Regions from separate parts of the Danio rerio genome. Here region 2 is linked to region 1. A link is a contact called in public Hi-C data. All regions are on one chromosome and are shown on one strand. The core of a region is the stretch at or near the end of the contact, and the rest is flanking DNA. Distances in the headings are between cores, read along the strand shown. Region 1 holds the start of tmem209 (transmembrane protein 209). Region 2 overlaps ahcyl2b (adenosylhomocysteinase like 2b).

What was found. Hi-C and Micro-C count contacts between places; a contact is called where the count stands out from the background.
Region 2: a contact with region 1 is called in a Hi-C map of embryo, with 2.0 times the contacts expected there. The contact joins the enhancer-like site here to the promoter of tmem209 in region 1. A contact is called at or near these places in 2 of 18 Hi-C or Micro-C datasets (embryo and skeletal muscle).

The regions. Positions count from the first base shown.
Region 1 is chr4:5,694,309-5,699,166 of GRCz12tu, forward strand. tmem209 (transmembrane protein 209) reads left to right here and starts at 2,615. Exons shown (of 15, transcript NM_001270973.1): 1 at 2,615-2,690; 2 at 3,753-3,917. The coding sequence starts at 3,781. It overlaps LOC141381568 (a long non-coding RNA gene), which reads left to right. Exons shown (of 5, transcript XR_012401790.1): 5 at 1-114.
Region 2 is chr4:5,757,886-5,763,207 of GRCz12tu, forward strand. It overlaps ahcyl2b (adenosylhomocysteinase like 2b), which reads left to right. Exons shown (of 17, transcript NM_201340.1): 2 at 3,429-3,537. Among named protein-coding and RNA genes, the nearest start is that of strip2, 31 kb to the right of the region's middle. Within about 2 kb of position 1,541, at least 6 of the 62 cell types and tissues checked have an H3K27ac peak or open chromatin away from gene starts, as enhancers often do.

The sequences.
Region 1 (4,858 bases), core at 1,365-3,864:
CATTGTATTTGTTTGACCTCTTATGGAAGTCAATGGTTACAGGTTTTCTTGCTACAAAATACTGAATTAAAGGAGATAGTTCACACAAAACTGACAATTCTGCCATCTTTTAATCAACATTTACTTGTTTTTTGCAGTAAACATAAATAAAGAGACAACAGATATTTAGAATAAAGCTGAAAACCTGTAACCATTCACTTCCATAGTATTTGTTTGACCTCTTATGGAAGTCGGTGGTTAAAAGTTTTCAGCATTTATCAAAATATCTTCTGATGGGTCATGGGCTGATGGGTTTCCTGCCAAACAATACTGCATTAAAGGGGATAGTTCACACAAAACTGACAATATTGTTATATTTTACTCAGCATCCTGTCACGATAGGTGATATTCTAGAAAAAGCTGAAAATCTGTAACCATTGACTTCCATAGTATTTATTTGACCTCTTATAGTCAGGGGTTACAGGTTTCCCACTACAAAATACTGAATTAAAGGGGATAGTTCACCAAAACAGACTATTCTGCCATATTTTACTCTTCTATTACACACATAGATATAGGGTTCAAAGAGTTTTGTTTACAAAAGAAGATATTTTGGTAAATGCTGAAAACCTGTAACCATTGACTTTTATATTATTTGTTTTTGCTCTCATGAAAGTTTGTGGTTACAGGTTTTCAGCACTTATCAAAAACATAAGAAAGAAACTGATTCAGATTTGGCAGTGTAATTGGTCAGTAAATGATCATTTTTGGGTGAACTACCCCTTTATTGGTTCAGTCCTGTATTGGTGGCCATGTGCATACAGAGTTTCTGATGGGTTTCCTGCCATACTGTATAAAAGGGGATAGTTCACACAAAACTGACAAGATTGTTATATTTTACTCACCATTTACTTGCCTTTTTTCTTTTTCTGTTGAACATAAGATTTTTATAAAAAAGCTGAAAACCTGTAACCATTGATCTTCGTTGTATTTGTTTAACCTCTTATGGAAGTCAATCAGTTTTTCCTGCGACAAAATACTGAATTAAAGGGGATAGTTCACACAAAACTGACAATTCTGCCATTTTTACACACTGTTTATTTGTTCCAAATCAGTTACTCTTTTTTGTCTTCTGTTGAACACAATAGAAGATATTTAGAAAAATGCTGAAAACCTGTGACCATTGACTTCCATATTAGTTTTTCATCTTAAATGTTTTCAGCATTTCTCAAAATATCTTCTTCAGAACTGGGAGCACCTGAGGGAGAGTAATTAGTCAGTAAATGTTTATTTTTGGGTGAACCCATCCCTTTAATGCATCAGTCCTGTGTAGCGGCCGATGGGTTTTCCTGCTCCAGGCTGTGAGCAGCGGCTCATCACATATCAAAGTAGATGAAGGACAACGTCCAGTAAGGACTCTGGCTTACATAATGCATCATTTCTGTTTCTCCGAGACCTGAAAGAAGACAAAAAAAGAAGACAAAATGTGTCCGTTCATTACTTCATTACTAACTTGTATATTAATTTATTTACAGTAACTTATTCATTCACACACACATCCCATATCTATCTATCCATCTATCTATCTATCTATCTATCTATCTATCTATCTATCTATCTATCTATCTATCTATCTATCTATCTATCTATCTATCTATCTATCTATCTATCTATCTATCTATCTATCTATCTATCTATCTATCTATCTATCTATCTATCTATGATTGATCTCTCTCTCTTTCTCTACTATATGCATATACTTTGACTTTGTTGTTTTGCCTTCTGCCTTAATTTGATAGATTTTTAGTATATATAAATATATATATATATATATATATATATATATATATATATATATATATATATATATATATATATATATTTTAGTACATAAGCAAGTTAATCAAAATCAAATATATATATATATATATATATATATATATATATATATATATATATATATATATATATATATATATATATATATATATATATATATATATATATATATATATATATATTCTGCAATTAGTTATTATTAGAATTTATGAGTGATTAGCTATTAGAAAACCTTTTTATATTGTCATCTATTATTCTAAGTATGTAGGCATTCGTTGCAGTACTTTGCTGACCTCTGCTGCTTTTAAATGGGCTTGCAGGAAGTTTGTAACATCAAGATTTTTTAATATAGTTATCATATTATTATTATTATTATTTAGAACAACAATTCATTTTATAGAAAAATTTGACCGTCGCACATTGATTATATAAATAAATAAAATAATTAAATCCAATCTTCGTAATCAAAATCATTAAAACGATTGAAAAATATGTGAAAATTTACTTTTATATCTAGGAAACGTCGAGCTGAACTAAAATAGTTTATGTAATGCACAACTGTTCTAATAAAGTAATACCCTGATTGTTCTTACCTCTTTTGTTTTATCTGTGTTTTTACAGTATGTGGTTTTTAATCTTCCGCCCATTTAAAATGCTGCTGTAAATATATCCTAAAGTAATATGTATATATATAAAGTATATATATGAAGTAACTTTAGCACGCTGCCTGATATAAAAGGACTTTTATTTTGGAAGAAAACGTCTTTTGTCGTAATTTATTTGCGTCTGTCTTCACTCTGTTGCTGTTCGTTTGCGTCTCCGGCTTCCTTCTTCACACTTTACCGCGTTCATGGAGGACTGGTGCAGAGGAAGTATGTATCAAAACACATTTGAATCATATCTGTGCATCATTCACGAGTTGTTTACATCGAAATTTATATATTATTTCGTATTTTATTTACTGTCGCTCGAGTTCTCCAGCTGTCGCAGTGCAGAGTTTAACTTACCAGTGAAGTATTTCACAAGTGCACATTGTACGTAAAGCTCATAACTGCACATGATTGCTGGTTAAAATGGATTATCATGCTCATAATTTATCATATTTACTATATAATATTCCAAAACTTGATTTAATATTAGACACAAAATGTAGGATCGCATTTTAGTCGTTCTGGTGCTGTAATATATCCATATTAGGGTAAATTGGATTTATATTCACACATTCAGACTTTCTCCTTTATAATATAAAATCAGAAAAGTATTTTCTTTCATAATTCTAAGTATTGAACTCATATTAGCAGCGAATTGCTAACGTTTTCTAGACCAACATTCTTTAAGTTACAGTCGAGCTCATAACTGCTGATGAATAATACTGGTTAAAATGGATTATAACCCTCATAATATATTATATTTACAATATTTATTTTATTTTAAAATATTTTATAACTTGATATCCCATTAGATGCAAAACCTTTTATTTGTATTAATATAGTTCTGATGCTGTAATATATCCATATTAGGGTAAAGTTGTATTTATATTCGCACATTCAGACTCTCTACTTAATAGAGTAATATCAGAAATTAGTATTGCAGATTCTAAATAGACAAATCACATTAGCAGCCAAATGACTATCAAAGTACAACAGTATTTACTGTCAATTAAATAGTGCTTATGTTGTTTTGAAGTCATAATTACATGCAATTTCAGACCAAATATTCAATGTATTATAGTAAACAGTATCCGTTGTTCAAAGTGTTGTCAATGTTCAAAAATAAACGAATGTGTAAGTATATAAAACCAGCTTTACCTCAGTTTAAATCCATTAACCTATATAGGTGCTGGTGTTGTTTATATTGTACTTTTAAGTTTTATTCGCTATAGACGATAAAGCGATAGTGTCTGTCTGTTTAAATAAATTTTTCTTTCAATCTAGTGTGATAGTCAGAAGATCAACTGCAGAAATGACCCCCTCAAAAGAAGGCATGACCTCCCTCATTGAGAGGACCATAAAGCTGAGGAAGGAGGAGCAGGCACGGCAGGTCGTTCTGGCTTGGGCTGTGCTCAATATGTCTCTGGCTGGGATGATCTACACTGAGATGTGAGTTCCTATTAGGCATGGGGCCGGTATAAGATTCTGAGGGAATGATAATCTTAGGTAAAAATATCATGGTTTCACGGTACAACAGTATTGTGATTACTGCTCGAAAAACAAATATTCTTTTTAAATGTCTGGGTAAAAAATAGCAACTTTTTTTTAAACTATAAAATAAAATATTTTGTATATTCAAGTAAAAATTGGAGGATCTTTTTTTTTTTTTACTTTTAAACGTTTTTTTTGTACTTGTGTATATTCTCTCTATAAAATAAAAAACACTTTTCCCCCATTAAACATAGTATATTTTATTTTAAGAAACAATTTTTTCCTAACTTCCCAACTATTTTATTTTCTCCAACTAGGCAGGATTCACAAATACAGTTACAGATACAGGAAAAACTGAATGATAAATAATTGATGACATGTACATGCATATGCTCTAAACAAAATACAGCAACACTAATAAAATAAATGAATGAATTATAACATGGTAGGCGATGCAGTGGCGCAGTTGGTAGTGCTGTCGCCTCTCAGCAAGGTCGCTGGGTCGAGCCTCGGCTCTGTTGGCGTTTCTGTGTGGAGTTTGCATGTTCTCCCTGCATTCGTGTTGCTTTCCTCCGGGTGCTCCGGTTTCCCCTACAGTCCATAGACATGTGGTACAGGTGAATTGGGTATGCTAAATTGTCCGTAGTGTGTGAGTGTGTGTGTGGATGTTTCCCAGAGATGGGTTGCGGCTGGAAGGGCATCCGCTGCGTAAAAACGTGCTGGATAAGTTGGCGGTTCATTCCGCTGTGGCGACCCCGGATTAATAAAGAGACTAAGCCGACAAGAAAATGAATGAATGAATGAATAAAACATGGTAAATATTTTTTTTTAAATTATTAAAATATATTTTTTTATTTTAATAAAATTATTTTATTTTATTTACTTTATTTATTTTATTT
Region 2 (5,322 bases), core at 291-2,790, 63 kb after region 1:
CAAGTTGTATCAATCTATAATGGGAAATATTTTATTTCAAATAACGTCTGTGTGTGATTCGGCTCATTTTAAAATGCTCAAATTTGAATATTGTTTTAGAATTTATTTTCTCATAATGATACTAAACAATGCTTTGATTTGTGTGTCATCGATAAATAAAGTTGACATTTAAACCAATAGTTGATGGCAGCAAGGTGCTATCATGGATTAATCATTCAATGAATCAAACATTCAAGTGATTCATTCAAAACTGATGATTCATTTAGAGACCAAGCAAATGACAGTCTTTATGAATATAATGTATATATGAACCACTGACTACTTGTGTTTGCCGGTTTGTTTACTTGCGGGAGTTCCATTGGCATTTTTCCACACATGAATTCTGACCAATCGATAAGCAGTTTAGGAACTATGTTCAACAACGTCTGGCCAATGAATGATGTGGGTTTTGTCAGATGAGTGCATTTTGGTTCTTTTCGTTTAATTCAGACCAAAGCCAGCAGTGTTGTGTGAAAACGACCCAAAGACAACAGAAAATGCTACAATGTATCATTTATTGCCATTGGGTCGGACCAAATGAAGCGAACTACAGATGTGAATGCACCCTTAAAAGCCAGGTGGCATGCAGGGATTGGCTGGGACTTGGGCAGAGTGGTAACCACTCAGGTAGCAGGAGAGATGGAATTGGTTGCAGGAAGAACAAGTGAAACAGCCAATCAGAGACGGGAGTAGGCAGAGCAAGTACAGAAGGGGACTGGGTGACAGACAGAAACACATGATGAGATATAAAAATAAGCAACAAAATAACCAAATAAGTGCTGGCATGTAACACGTGAGCGAGAAAGAGAGATAGAAATCTGTTCATTTGTGCATCCTAAATCTCCACATTTTTAATCCTCTCAGTCGCTGACGTTATCTTCAGCAGCTGAAAGCTCTAATGGCGGTCGGCTGCATCTCATTCAGGGCTGTTTATGTTAATGAGGATGAGATCGTCCCTAATGGGTGGGGCTTTCGCCCTCTGATGACGTGAACAAAGGCAGAATGTAAATCAAAGTGTTTCTGCTGCCTGTTTTTATCAAGTGTGATTATAAAAAAAGCAGAATTAATAACTCTTTACTATTAGAGCCTGGATATATTCACACAATGTTACCACACAACCTTATAATAAGTGATTTTTGCATAAGTCCTCCTTTAAAGGGCTTTCAGACACAATGATATGTCTGTGTGAGTTAAGGTCTGTAAATTAGGCCGCCGCACACTCGTCTGTGTAACTGTGCGTTTTACTCATGGTCCAAAAGCCATCCATCCATCCTGAAAACAGCACCTCTTATTGCTTTAACGTAAAGATTAATCACTGCGATCTCTCACTGCATGCTTGATTTGCACACTGATATGGCACAGGGTTATGTAATAGTCATGCTTTTAAAAAAATCTCTTGATGGAGCGGGGGGATTTGAGGCTTGCTGTTGACTTAGATAATAACGTCAGCAGGGGATGACTGCACCGCGGCGTAATCCTCTCACGCTTCACACAGCGCACTCTTCTCTCTAGGCAACAGCTGCCGCGACATTAATAGTAGCGCATTTTACCGACACAATCTATGGTGGGTGCTCTTCAGACTTTCATTGAGAGAAGCTTAGGGGTTTTAAAGTACGCTTATGCTGTTGCTGTTGAGGTTATGGTAATGAAATATTACACTAAACCCGCATAACTGGGATGAAACAGGAAGTGCCTCTCTGGCCGGTCAGGTTTTGTTAAAGATTAGGATTTCCTTCTCACTTTCTGAGTAAAGGCTAATTCAGCTTAATGTTTGAATCGCAGCGTTGTGTTGGGATTTGTCATTGTTTGCATACTCATTTAACACTTCCTGTGGTCATAGGCACACTGTTTAGCATTATCTTGGAGCAGTACAGGAAAACAGTTCAAAGATCATTTGGGGTTTAAAATACAACTTGTTAAAATATATTGCCAGTTTTTATTTCGTGTGTGTGTGTGTGTGTGTGGGTGTGTGTGTGTGTGTGTGTGTGCCTGTGTAAAGACAGAAGAAAAGTTTCTCCGGATTTATTAGGTATCGGTTTTGGTAAAATGTTAATCATTGTTTTTATTTTTCGTTTTGCTCATATTTTCAAATGAAAAGGTTTTTATTTTAGAGCTTAAAATCACATTTGTTGTGATTGAAGCTTCTTGATATTTTGCTATCTAATAATTAATTTAAACAGATCTCAAAATAAGAAAAAAGACAACAATCTTTTTTTATTTATTATTTTAATGCTAAATGTCATTAAGCAGTGAAATTAGCATTCCAAATTGTGCAAAATATTCATGTTTTAATTAGAAATCATTGCAAAAATATGTAACTAACAATATTGTGATTAGTATCATTCATTCATTTTCTTTTGGCTTAAGGCTGAAATATACTTCTGCCTTAAGCGTATATGTGTATGCTCGGGTGTGGTCGCATAGCCCTCAGCATGGCTGACGCTGACACACACCTCTCAAATGTAACTGCACGTCGCAACGTTGCGTATCGCTAGCTCTGTGATTAGTCTGCTTCGTAGCTGTGACCAGTGTGGGCGGGGCAGAGAGTCGTGCAAACCCATTGGAGGGAGTGTTTACAAGTGTCGAATCCTGTATAGTAGCTCAACATGGAAACTGTTGTTTTGTATTTACCTTATGATTAATGTTGTTGCACGTTCGCCAGTTCCCGCTTCTGAATGAGCGAGTTTTAGCTACTTGTACATTTGAGGTAGCATTCAGAAAAAACAAAACACCAGCAAAGAAACAGGAAACAGGGGAACATTTGCAACGCAAACAGCATGCAGGTGTATAAATGCACCGCTACCTGCAAGGCAGGTGCCGTGGGTCACACCGAACACTCGATACAGAAGTATAAATCAGTCTTTAGTCCTTTATTTATCAGGGGTCAACTCAGCTGAATGAACCGCCAACTATTCCAGCATCTGTTTTACACAGCAGATGGTCTTTCGGTTGCAACCCAGTACTGGGAAACACTCATACACTCTCGCATTCACACACACTCATACACAATTTAGGACATTAACATATGGACAATTGAGTTTATTCAATTTACCTGTAGCGCATACCTTTGGACTGTGGGGGAAACCGGAAAACCCAGAGGAAACCCACGCCAACATGGGGAGAACATACAAACTCCTCACAGAAATGCCTACTTGCCCTGCTTAGACTCAAACCAGTGACCTTCTTGCTCTGGAGCGACAGTGCTAACTGAGTACTTTCCCAGTACTGGGTTGCAGCTCCAAGGGCATCCATTGTGTAAAACATATGCTGGAGTTGTTGTCGGTTCATGACCTCTGATAAATCAGAGACTAAGCTGAAGGAAAATAAATGAAGGAAGGAATTTAGCCACTTCAAGGAGTCTCACCCGATACTTTCTTTTTTCCACACAGATTCAGTTTGCAGACCAGAAGCAAGAGTTCAACAAACGTCCCACCAAGATCGGCCGCAGGTCTTTGTCCCGCTCCATCTCACAATCTTCAACAGACAGTTACAGCTCAGGTACGCCATAATACATACATACATGCTGCTGTTTTACTTTACGTCAGGGGTCTCGTGTAGAGTGTCAGCATGTGAGCAATGTCTTTCCTGTGTGGCAGGATTTTAAAGAGGATTAAACTGATGAAGCAGAGCAGATTTTAGGAGGGGAAGTAAAATCTACATTCCTGCGGGACTCTCACAGGACACTATATTAGTAGAAGTCAAAATTATTTGCTGTCCTGCGAATTATTTTTTTAACTTATATATATTTCCCAAATGATGTTTAACAGAGCAAGGTAGAGATCGATTCGGCCACGTTTTAGGATAATAAACGGTAATGTTTTAACGGTAATAAAAACAATAATAATCAGTATATTTACAATGATTCAATGACTCACTCTCTCTCTCTCTCTCTCTCTCTCTCTCTTTCTTGTTGTAGTTTTGTAAAAGCAAAAATAACTTAAATAGATGTTATTAAAAAACAGTGCAAGGATTTTTTCCACAGTATTACCTATAATATATTTTTCTTCTGGAGTCTTTGTTTTATTTCGGCTAGAATAAAAGCAGTTTTTAAGTTTTTCCAAACCATTTTTCAATATTATTAGCCCCCTTAATCAATATATATATATATATATATATATATATATATATATATATATATATTTTTTTTTTTTTTTTATTGCCTACAGAACAAACCATCGGTATACAATCACTTGCCTAATTACCAGTCAGGGCTGAAGTGGGACTCCTTTTCAGCCCTGGAGTTTCAAGCCTTATGTCGACCCACATCAGTTCACGACTGACTGTATTAAAATAACGTCATTTCCAATTCAGTTTCTAATGACAGGATCACGTTTTTTTCAAGGAAACATCTGCTTTAGAACTTCCAATGTTTTTCCATAAATATGAGAACATTAATGGGTAGCTAAATCTCCAACACTATGTTTTAAAGCATCACAATGTCCTGTCCTGCAATATCTGAATATATATTCTGTGCAAAAAATTTTATACCGTAGATATCCAGTCCTTTGTAACTGTGGTCACAAAAAATAAAATATGTACACCTACATAAGTAACCCGAACAGTATTATAAGTCTTAACACACAAAAAAAAATAATAGATAATAATAATAATCTCAGATGAGGTTCGAACTAGAGTCGACAGCGTCGTAACGTAACGTGCTGACCACTAGACCACAATGGGGCTGTTATGCTGGTGCGGTTGGAAGAAACATAAGTATTGCGCTGTTATCTGCAAGACTCTCTACCACGGTATTACTTTCTATTGATGGCTTAATCTTTTTCTTCCCTTTTTAGATTTCTGATCAAGTTATGTCAGATTTGTTAATGTAGGGAATCATCTGATTTTCATTGAGCAGGTGTAATATTCATTAATATTAATTATTCGAATTCTTATATTCACTAAGGAACCTCTGTTTGGGGTCGAATAATAGTTACATCATCATTAACCTGCAGGGTGCATTTTGCTCACGGTGCTGCGAGAAAATAAGAGCGAAGCCGCAGAAAAATAATGAATAAAAAGAGTGAGGCTATGGTCAAATAAATAAATAAAAAAAGGGACTCCGGCCCTCGCGGCCAAAAAACGGATCGGCCCACTGGGAATTCTCCCGGTCCCCACGATTAGCCAATCCAGGCCTGCTCTGACTTACCTAGTTAAGCCTTTAATGTCACTTTGTTACTTTAACATGTCTTAAATGTCCCTTTAAGCTGAATACTAGTATCTTAAAAAACATCTTGTCAAATATTATGTGCTGTCATCATGGCTAAGATAAAAGAAATCACTTAT